Regions from separate parts of the Mus musculus genome. Here region 2 is linked to region 1. A link is a contact called in public Hi-C data. All regions are on one chromosome and are shown on one strand. Each heading gives the region's core, a stretch centred on a gene start, on an enhancer-like site or on the middle of the called end of the contact. The rest is flanking DNA. Distances are from core to core; before and after follow the strand shown. Region 1 overlaps Fign (fidgetin). Region 2 holds the start of Fign (fidgetin).

The links. Hi-C and Micro-C count contacts between places; a contact is called where the count stands out from the background.
Region 2: a Hi-C map of the N1E-115 cell line shows a contact between it and region 1, with 2.0 times the contacts expected there. The contact joins the promoter of Fign here to the enhancer-like site in region 1. A contact is called at or near these places in 1 of 39 promoter capture datasets (liver), 5 of 484 Hi-C or Micro-C datasets (the N1E-115 cell line, brown adipocytes, liver and 1 more), 3 of 115 datasets of contacts at active chromatin or transcription factors (embryonic stem cells, heart atrium and neural progenitor cells) and 2 of 9 other capture datasets (adipose tissue and liver).

The regions. Positions count from the first base shown.
Region 1 is chr2:64,031,213-64,034,907 of GRCm38.p6, reverse strand. The region is part of intron 2 of Fign (fidgetin); the gene reads left to right. Among named protein-coding and RNA genes, the nearest start is that of Fign, 65 kb to the left of the region's middle. Within about 2 kb of position 2,072, at least 2 of the 459 cell types and tissues checked have an H3K27ac peak or open chromatin away from gene starts, as enhancers often do. A contact at or near this core is called in the N1E-115 cell line, where this site is marked.
Region 2 is chr2:64,096,241-64,099,935 of GRCm38.p6, reverse strand. Fign (fidgetin) reads left to right here and starts at 1,898. Exons shown (of 4, transcript NM_001267846.1): 1 at 1,898-2,094; 2 at 2,872-3,041.

The DNA of each region.
Region 1 (3,695 bases), core at 823-3,322:
ACTCCAAACTCTAAGCCTTAAACCAATGTGCTCTATTGCCCTCAGCCCTGCACCCTGTGCAGAACCATGAAGTTAAAACAAACATAACAGGTGTCTTTCCTTCCCCTCAGAAACCGTATGTTTCAATTTCCTCTTTGTTAAGTTGGCATTCTTACTAGATCTTTCCTAAATCCCAGGCAGTTAAAAGAGGGCTTTGATGAAACTATCACATGTAATTGGTTGAGGGGTTTTATATCTTTACTCCTTGGGAAATGCACAGTTGCTCTGGACCATTTGCTGAATTGAGCTCGTGCACTGAAATCTAAAGATAGAGAACCGTCTAGGACACACTAACTCATTGTCAAGAAGAGAATCAGCGGTCACATTCAACTTTCTATAAGATCCATAGGCGTGGAGTCTGTTCCTTGAGCTTACTTCCCTTAGGGACCCAAAGTCTCACCTCACATTCGCTTTATTTGAAGGTATCCTTAAATGAACCCGTCTTTCAAAGTAGACGTTCCTTCTCATTTACAGATACAGTTCTGTGTCTCCATATTTATGAAATGTTAATTAGCTGCCTACAGCATCTTTTCTCATTAAAACTATTTTTATTTTAAATAGTATCTCTCTGTCATGAGCACAGCTTAATTTTAAAAATATTAGTGTGTGTGGGGTGTGGGGGTATGTGTGTGTGTGCATGCATGCATGTGCCCATGTGTTTGTGCCACAGTATATGTGTAGTTGTTGGAAGACAGTTTGAAGGAATCTGTTCTTTTCTTCCACGCTGTGGGTCCTGGGGACTGAACTATAGTTATCATGTTCTGGCAAATGCCTCTGCCTGCTGATCCAATCTGTTGGCCCCGGTTCAGAGCTTTCACCATTGCACACATTCGTGTTCTCTAATCAGCATTTCTAGCCAGCTGTGTTTTTGAATCTAAACTACATCAAGATATGGTTATAATGTAACCTAAAATATAGAAAATATAAAATAAATATATAAAATGTAAGACTATTTGAAAATATAACAAAATGGCAATGTAAAGAATTTAAAGTAGAATTAATAAATCTCCTTCAAAACAACTTATAGAGTTGCAGCTTCCAAAACTATGAGGACCATGCATGCCATATTTTAGTGGCTACCCTACAGGATAAGAGACTACCTGTATTAATGGGGCAACATATAGTATTTCACTTTTTCATAGATTCTTAATTGAAGTACTTCATTCTAAAAATGACCTCAGCCCATTCTTTTGCATCATACATTGGAAGTTGTCATAGGGCCCGTAATATGTGTAAAAGTATCTTAGTAAGAAATTCCAAGATGCCCCCAAGTGACACCATGAAACCAGTAATCAGGATGTTATTATTGCTGCAGAGTGTCCATTATCTTCAGTCATCTGTTTGTCAAATGTGTTTTCTAATTCTTATTATGATTGAAGAATGAGAAAGAAGAAAAGAGAGAGAGAGATGCTTTGCCCTGGGAACTAATACAATAGATCTTCAGGAATTTGAAAGCAGAACAATTATCTCAGCCACAGGGACGATCCGGTGTCCCTTGGTTAGCCATTTATGACACATGTGCAAGACACTGACATTAATTTAGAACCTAGCATTACTAGTCTTGCCATGTTACCAAGAGATTTCTGTCTCAATAATATATTGATTATATTATTGTAATGAGTTAGATGATGACTCAGAGTTACAAAGAAGTTGCACTAAATTTATTTGAGGGGGCAGTGCTGGAAACTTTGGGATTAATATGAGCATGTTTCATCCCCTTTTCATGCCAACTTTTACCTACATTATTAATTGATACCAGCTCATGCTCTTTAGTGTGAATCAGAAGTAGGGACTAATTCCCTAAAGTAACACATTTATGGTTGTTTAAGTGTTATATATTGTCCTTCCCAATGATGTAAATGTGAGTTAGTGCAATTCTGGGTTTTGGCTATTTCCTTGAAAATGATTGTTGGCTGATCAACTTTTGAAACCATTTGGCCAATGCTGGCAGGTCCCTTTCAGTTAATTGTGTGCGTACCATTCACAGACAGAATGTATGCATGGAGTAAACTATATACAATTTGTCTCAGGATGTATAAACTCTGGATCTTTGAGATCATTGTATACCTGCTTCCCACTATTTGGAAAATGTCTTGTTGGCAACAGTCCTTTTTCTTGTATAGCCGCCATATTGCATGTAAAACATCTGGTGATACTGCCTGCTCTCCTGCAGGAAGCCTCAAATACATGGGAATTCCAGGTTTTTTTTTCAAGGCACAGTCCACTATGAAAGCTGATTCTTTTCTACCTATGGTCTCTCTTCCTCTGTTTTGTCCTATTCATGATTCCATCTAACTGCGCTTCACACTGGATATCTGCCAGTGGCCGAGGGGCAGAGAAATGGATCATGCCAGCTAGTAGAGTTCACACGCTATGTCTGGAGCACTCAGAGCGACTGGGTGCATTGCATCCGAAGTAATCACAAACCGGTGTCCTGTCTTATAAAACGGTAAAATGATGCTTGCCAGTCCTTCCAGCAGAATAGATGGTGTGAGTCATCACATTCTATAGCCATTCCCATTCCAGGCTGATCTTGATGTTATGGTTGGTTAAGTATTATTGATGAACTAATCATGTTCCTAAAATAACCCAATTACATCTGTTAAAAAGGATTGGTGAAAAATAAACAGACCATCTCATCATAAAGGCGTGTGCAAAAAGCCAGAAATAGTCCCTGTTTGCCGTGTTTGTTTTACTGTATTGTGCACGCATATCTTTTGCACACATATCAGATCACGTGTTTACTGTAACTGGGGGAAGGTAGTAAGTAGCTGAAATTACTTAATGCATAATAAAAGATTATGGACAAATTTTAAAAACGAGGCACTTACATTTTATCAATAAGCTAAATAACAATGAGAGAAAAGAGACATATAAAGCAATTAAAATTGAATATGAGGCAATTTAAATACAAATAGGCAGGCCTCGACTCCGAAGCTGTGTGAGCAGCTCTCAGTGTGATTTATTTGGTGACAACAGTGGACTATATACACTTAGGAGTAATTGTAATTGGGTAATTATTTTTAACTTTTTGGCATGGGCTTCTATGCTGTTACACTTCTGGTTTTTTTGTGTGTGTGTTTTTTTTTTCATTCTAAAGAATGAATATCCATTTTAAAGACACTTTTTACTCTATGATTTCCACAAAAATCACAAGTCCCATTGTGTGTGGCAGGAATAACATTTTATCTTGTTAGCATTTGACATGATTTGTTGTGGCAGAAAAAAATTAAAAAGGAATCACATTTATTTTAGTATCATTATAAAATTATTGTGGTGTACCCAAGCAAATCACTGTAGTTTTGTAAGGCTAAAATCTGCTGTCCACCAGAATTACCATCTTGGACATCTTTTTTTACATAATTAGACAAACACCAATCATGAGATAATTTACTCACAGTTGTAGAACTTCTTATCCTCCATAAAGTATTTGAACACTAGGCTATGGAGATGACTCAGTAAATCTAAATGCTTGCTATGCTGGTGTAAAAAACCCAAGTCAGCTACTCCAAACCCATGTAAAATACAGATGAACTGGAGTTTCAGCACTCCCACTGGAGCGCAGGGAAATGTCTGGATGGTCACAAATCAGCTTGCTAGGGATACTCAGTAGAAATACACCTTGCCTCAAACAAGGTGTGTCATTAGGACCCACA
Region 2 (3,695 bases), core at 649-3,148, 65 kb before region 1:
AAAATGTAGAGTCTCCGTATTCTCTGTTGCCTCAGAATACAGTTCTTCTGCTTCGTTTCCAATCCTAGTTAAAAAAAAAAAATCCAGAAATCTATTCTAAATAGAAATCTAATTCTTAACAAACATTATTTTTGATATCCAGTTCTCTTTTCTTTTTAATTGTCATCTGCCCAGATTTAACCATTTAATTTATTGTGATAAGTGCATCTATTGAGATGCAAGAAAATCTCAAATGAAGAAAGAAATGAATTTCTAAGTATATGTTTGGCCTTTTATGAGAGCTGGAGTTTTGTCTATTAAAGCTCCAGCCTAGAAGCTAGCAGACATACGGACAGACATGCGGACAGTGAGGAAGGACATTCTTCCTAAACAAGTGTATTTTCTGCTCCAACCTTCAAAGTAACATTTTCAGCTAGATGGCCTCCTGGTCGAATACATAATTTGCCTCTTGCATTCTCAGCTTAGTTGAAATATAGAGGACTGGACATCCAGCAGGCCAAAGTATAAACTCACCATTTATCTATTAAAGTCATATTTAATGAAAATGAAGAGAAATTATTGCCCAACTCTCTCTTTCTCTCATTACAATTCCTTAAGAACTTTGCCGGGCACATTATCTCGTAGACATCATGATCAAATGTTATTGTTTGCTTTATTATCTCAGTTGGATGGTTGGCTAGTCTAGGATGAAATAGGTTGAAGGCAATCCTCTCAGCCCAGAAGTCTGAATGAGGTTCCCATTCAAATGATCCTGATTGTTTGGGGGTGGGGCGGGGTGATTAGTAAACCAACTGAGCTTACACTGCATAGTAAGCGTCTGGATGCAGCACATTTACATCTAACAAGAGACCCCAGAAAACGTGTGTGTGTTTCTTAAACCTTATGTTGCGAACAAAAGGCTATCTCAGCCACAGACAATCAGCACGGCACTGCTCCCTGGGATGCGAGCCACACACTCAACTGCACATTTCATTCTTCCTCAGCTCCCAGCACCACAAAGCCCCGACTCTCTTCCTTCTCCTGGGTCCCCAGATTGCTCCATAGCGGGGGGCTGGGAAAGCTGAAGCCCCAGGTCTCTGCCTGCGCACCAACAGCCCTCACCGTGGGCCCCCGGGCGCTGCTCTCCCCTGCCCGAGCCGCCTGGGGGAGGTAGGGAGGGGAGCCGGGGGAGCTTGAGAGGGGACCGCACACCTAGATACTTAGGGTTTTTATTTATTCCCGGGGAGGTGGAGGCGGTGAAGTGGGTTCAAGCTGATCTGCCTCCCCAACTTGCCTCTCCCTAGCAGATAAAGTCATTTTCGGACTGGTGCGGGGAGCCTCGGGGATAGGGGACGTCCCGGCTCCACGTCCCGGTCCCCGTCCCGTGCGCGCAGCAGCAGGGAGGGCTGGCCAGGCTACGGTGGTGACCGGAGGACCGGGGAGGGGCCCTCAGGGACGCGCGATCGCGCGTGGACAGCGGGGCTCGCTTCCCCCGGGGGCGTCGCTCCCCGCGCGCGGGCTGGGCCGGGCTCCGCGTCCCCGCGCGCCGGCATGACCTCGGGGCCCCCTCCGGGCCGCGGGAGCGCAGCTGTGAGGCTGGGCGGCCGCCGAGGCCCGGGCCGTGTAACATGACCCGGCGGCCGGCCATTGCGCCCTCCCTGTCCGCCCGCGGCCGGGCGCCGCTCGCCGCCTCCCGCCTCCGCTCCCCCTGCAGTCCCGGCCCGCGCCGCCGCTCCCTCCCGGGGCTCCCGGCCCGCCGCGCTCCAACGCCCGCCTCTCGCCACTGCCTCCCGACGCCCGGCCGCGCGGCCGCCTGCGTCTCTTTCTCCCTCTCTCCTTTGAAAACTGATCTTTGGCTCTTAGTGTGAAAGTGATTTGAATTTGGCTCGGCGGCGCTCTGCGCCTGCGCTCAGCCTCTGGCATGCTGGCTCCTTCCAAGCAGCTGTTTTGGGTTTGAAATTCCAACATGGCAGAGGCTGCAGTCCGTCTTCCCTTCAAAAACTTGGAATGATTTCAAATCATAGGCACCTTCACTTAACCCTAGCTTCCATTCATCAGCAAACACATCGGATCGATGCTACGCTAACCTATCGGGAGCTCGCTCTGCGCGTCCAGGTAAGGAGAGCTTCGTAGTTTTTTACCATCTGTTTAAATTTTTTGTTTTTGTTTTATTTTTAAAGAATATAGATAGATCCAAGACCTGTAGTGAGAAGAGGTCTCAGAGTTGTGCCGTAAACAGTAAATTTAATTTGCATTCGTTTCTATTTTGTACGCCAACCTGCTGTCTAATTTCTCTGTACAAAGTAGCCCTGAAACATTATGATGCATATTTCTGCAGCTTAATCGTTATAACAATAGTATGGGATTAAGAGTTCGTGACTGCAAGAATCTCGCTTTTCGCGATATTGGGCTTACTCACTACTATCTTTTTACCTCAAAAAATAAAAAAAATAAAATAAGAAAGCGGAGCCATAGGGTGGGGCTAGACTTTCTTCGGGAACTAACTTCTAAGTAAATAAGAAGTGTAAATAAGAATCTTGCACACACACAAAAAGTTGAGGTTAAATTACAATCTCGTGGCTGGGGGATCGAGAAAAATGTCAGAGGATCGGTTGCAGAAAACTGTAAGCACATCATGCGGGAGGGGGTACAGCGTGGTGGGCGTATTGTTGGCAAGGAACGGGAGAGAAAGATGTATAATTTAATGGTATATACAATCCACTGATCCTATTACCGTCCTCCCCGGAGCTCTTGTTAGTTTCAATGGGAGTGAGTGAAATTGACATGGACTTGTATTCCCGGTCATGTGCTTTTTTTCCTTTCTTTCTTCTCCTGTGATCTGAGATCCCCTTTTTGTTGATGTTGCTTTCCCCCTTAATTATATGCATGTAGGTTAAATGAATACCTGACGAAAGGGCCCACGTTTCAAGGCAGTGACATTTGATAGCTGAGAGGAAAAGTGGCTTTAATGAAAAGCAACCTTTGGAATTCCTGCTTGTGAGAAATCCAATTCAGCTTTTTGTGCTACCAGCAAGAAATGATCAGTAGCACCAGTGTTTATGGTATGTCAGTTTTGGAATTTACTTCCTTTGCATTTAAATAGGGAAGACAAATTAAATAGCATGATAAAAACCATTGGAGGCTGCTTGGGAACCAGATGCTCATGATGTCCAATTCTTTTTAAACATGTCTATGTCTGTTTATTTTAATCTGTCACTGTGCTTTTTTTTTTTTTTTTGTATTTGCTTTCACTTCTTTATGCATTTCAGTTTTTATTAATATGTTATTTGCGGACACTTTCATTGGCTTTAGCTCTAATCTTGAAGTTGCATGTTTCTATTAATGCTCTCAACAGGGGTGAAGTCAAATGGTATGTAAATTAGTTAAACTCGGGGTGGGATTTTTGTTGTTGTTGTTGTTTTGGGGTGGGGGTTAGGTGGATGGAGAGGGTGGGAGTGTGGGGCAAAGACTGCTAAGTAATGAAAGTGTTTATACATATATCCATATATATGTACACACACAGGACTGGATGGAATTTTCTTTTTCTCCCAACCCCAACCTTTTAATGGAATTTGACTGTTTGCTCCCTTGATTGCACTTTATGGAGTATTCGGTTCTTCTGTGTGGATTTTCCGCCGTTTGGGTGAGTGGGTGATGGCGTATCTTTTACATGAAAGTAAGATATATATGTGTATAATTTTTATCACTCCAGTTTT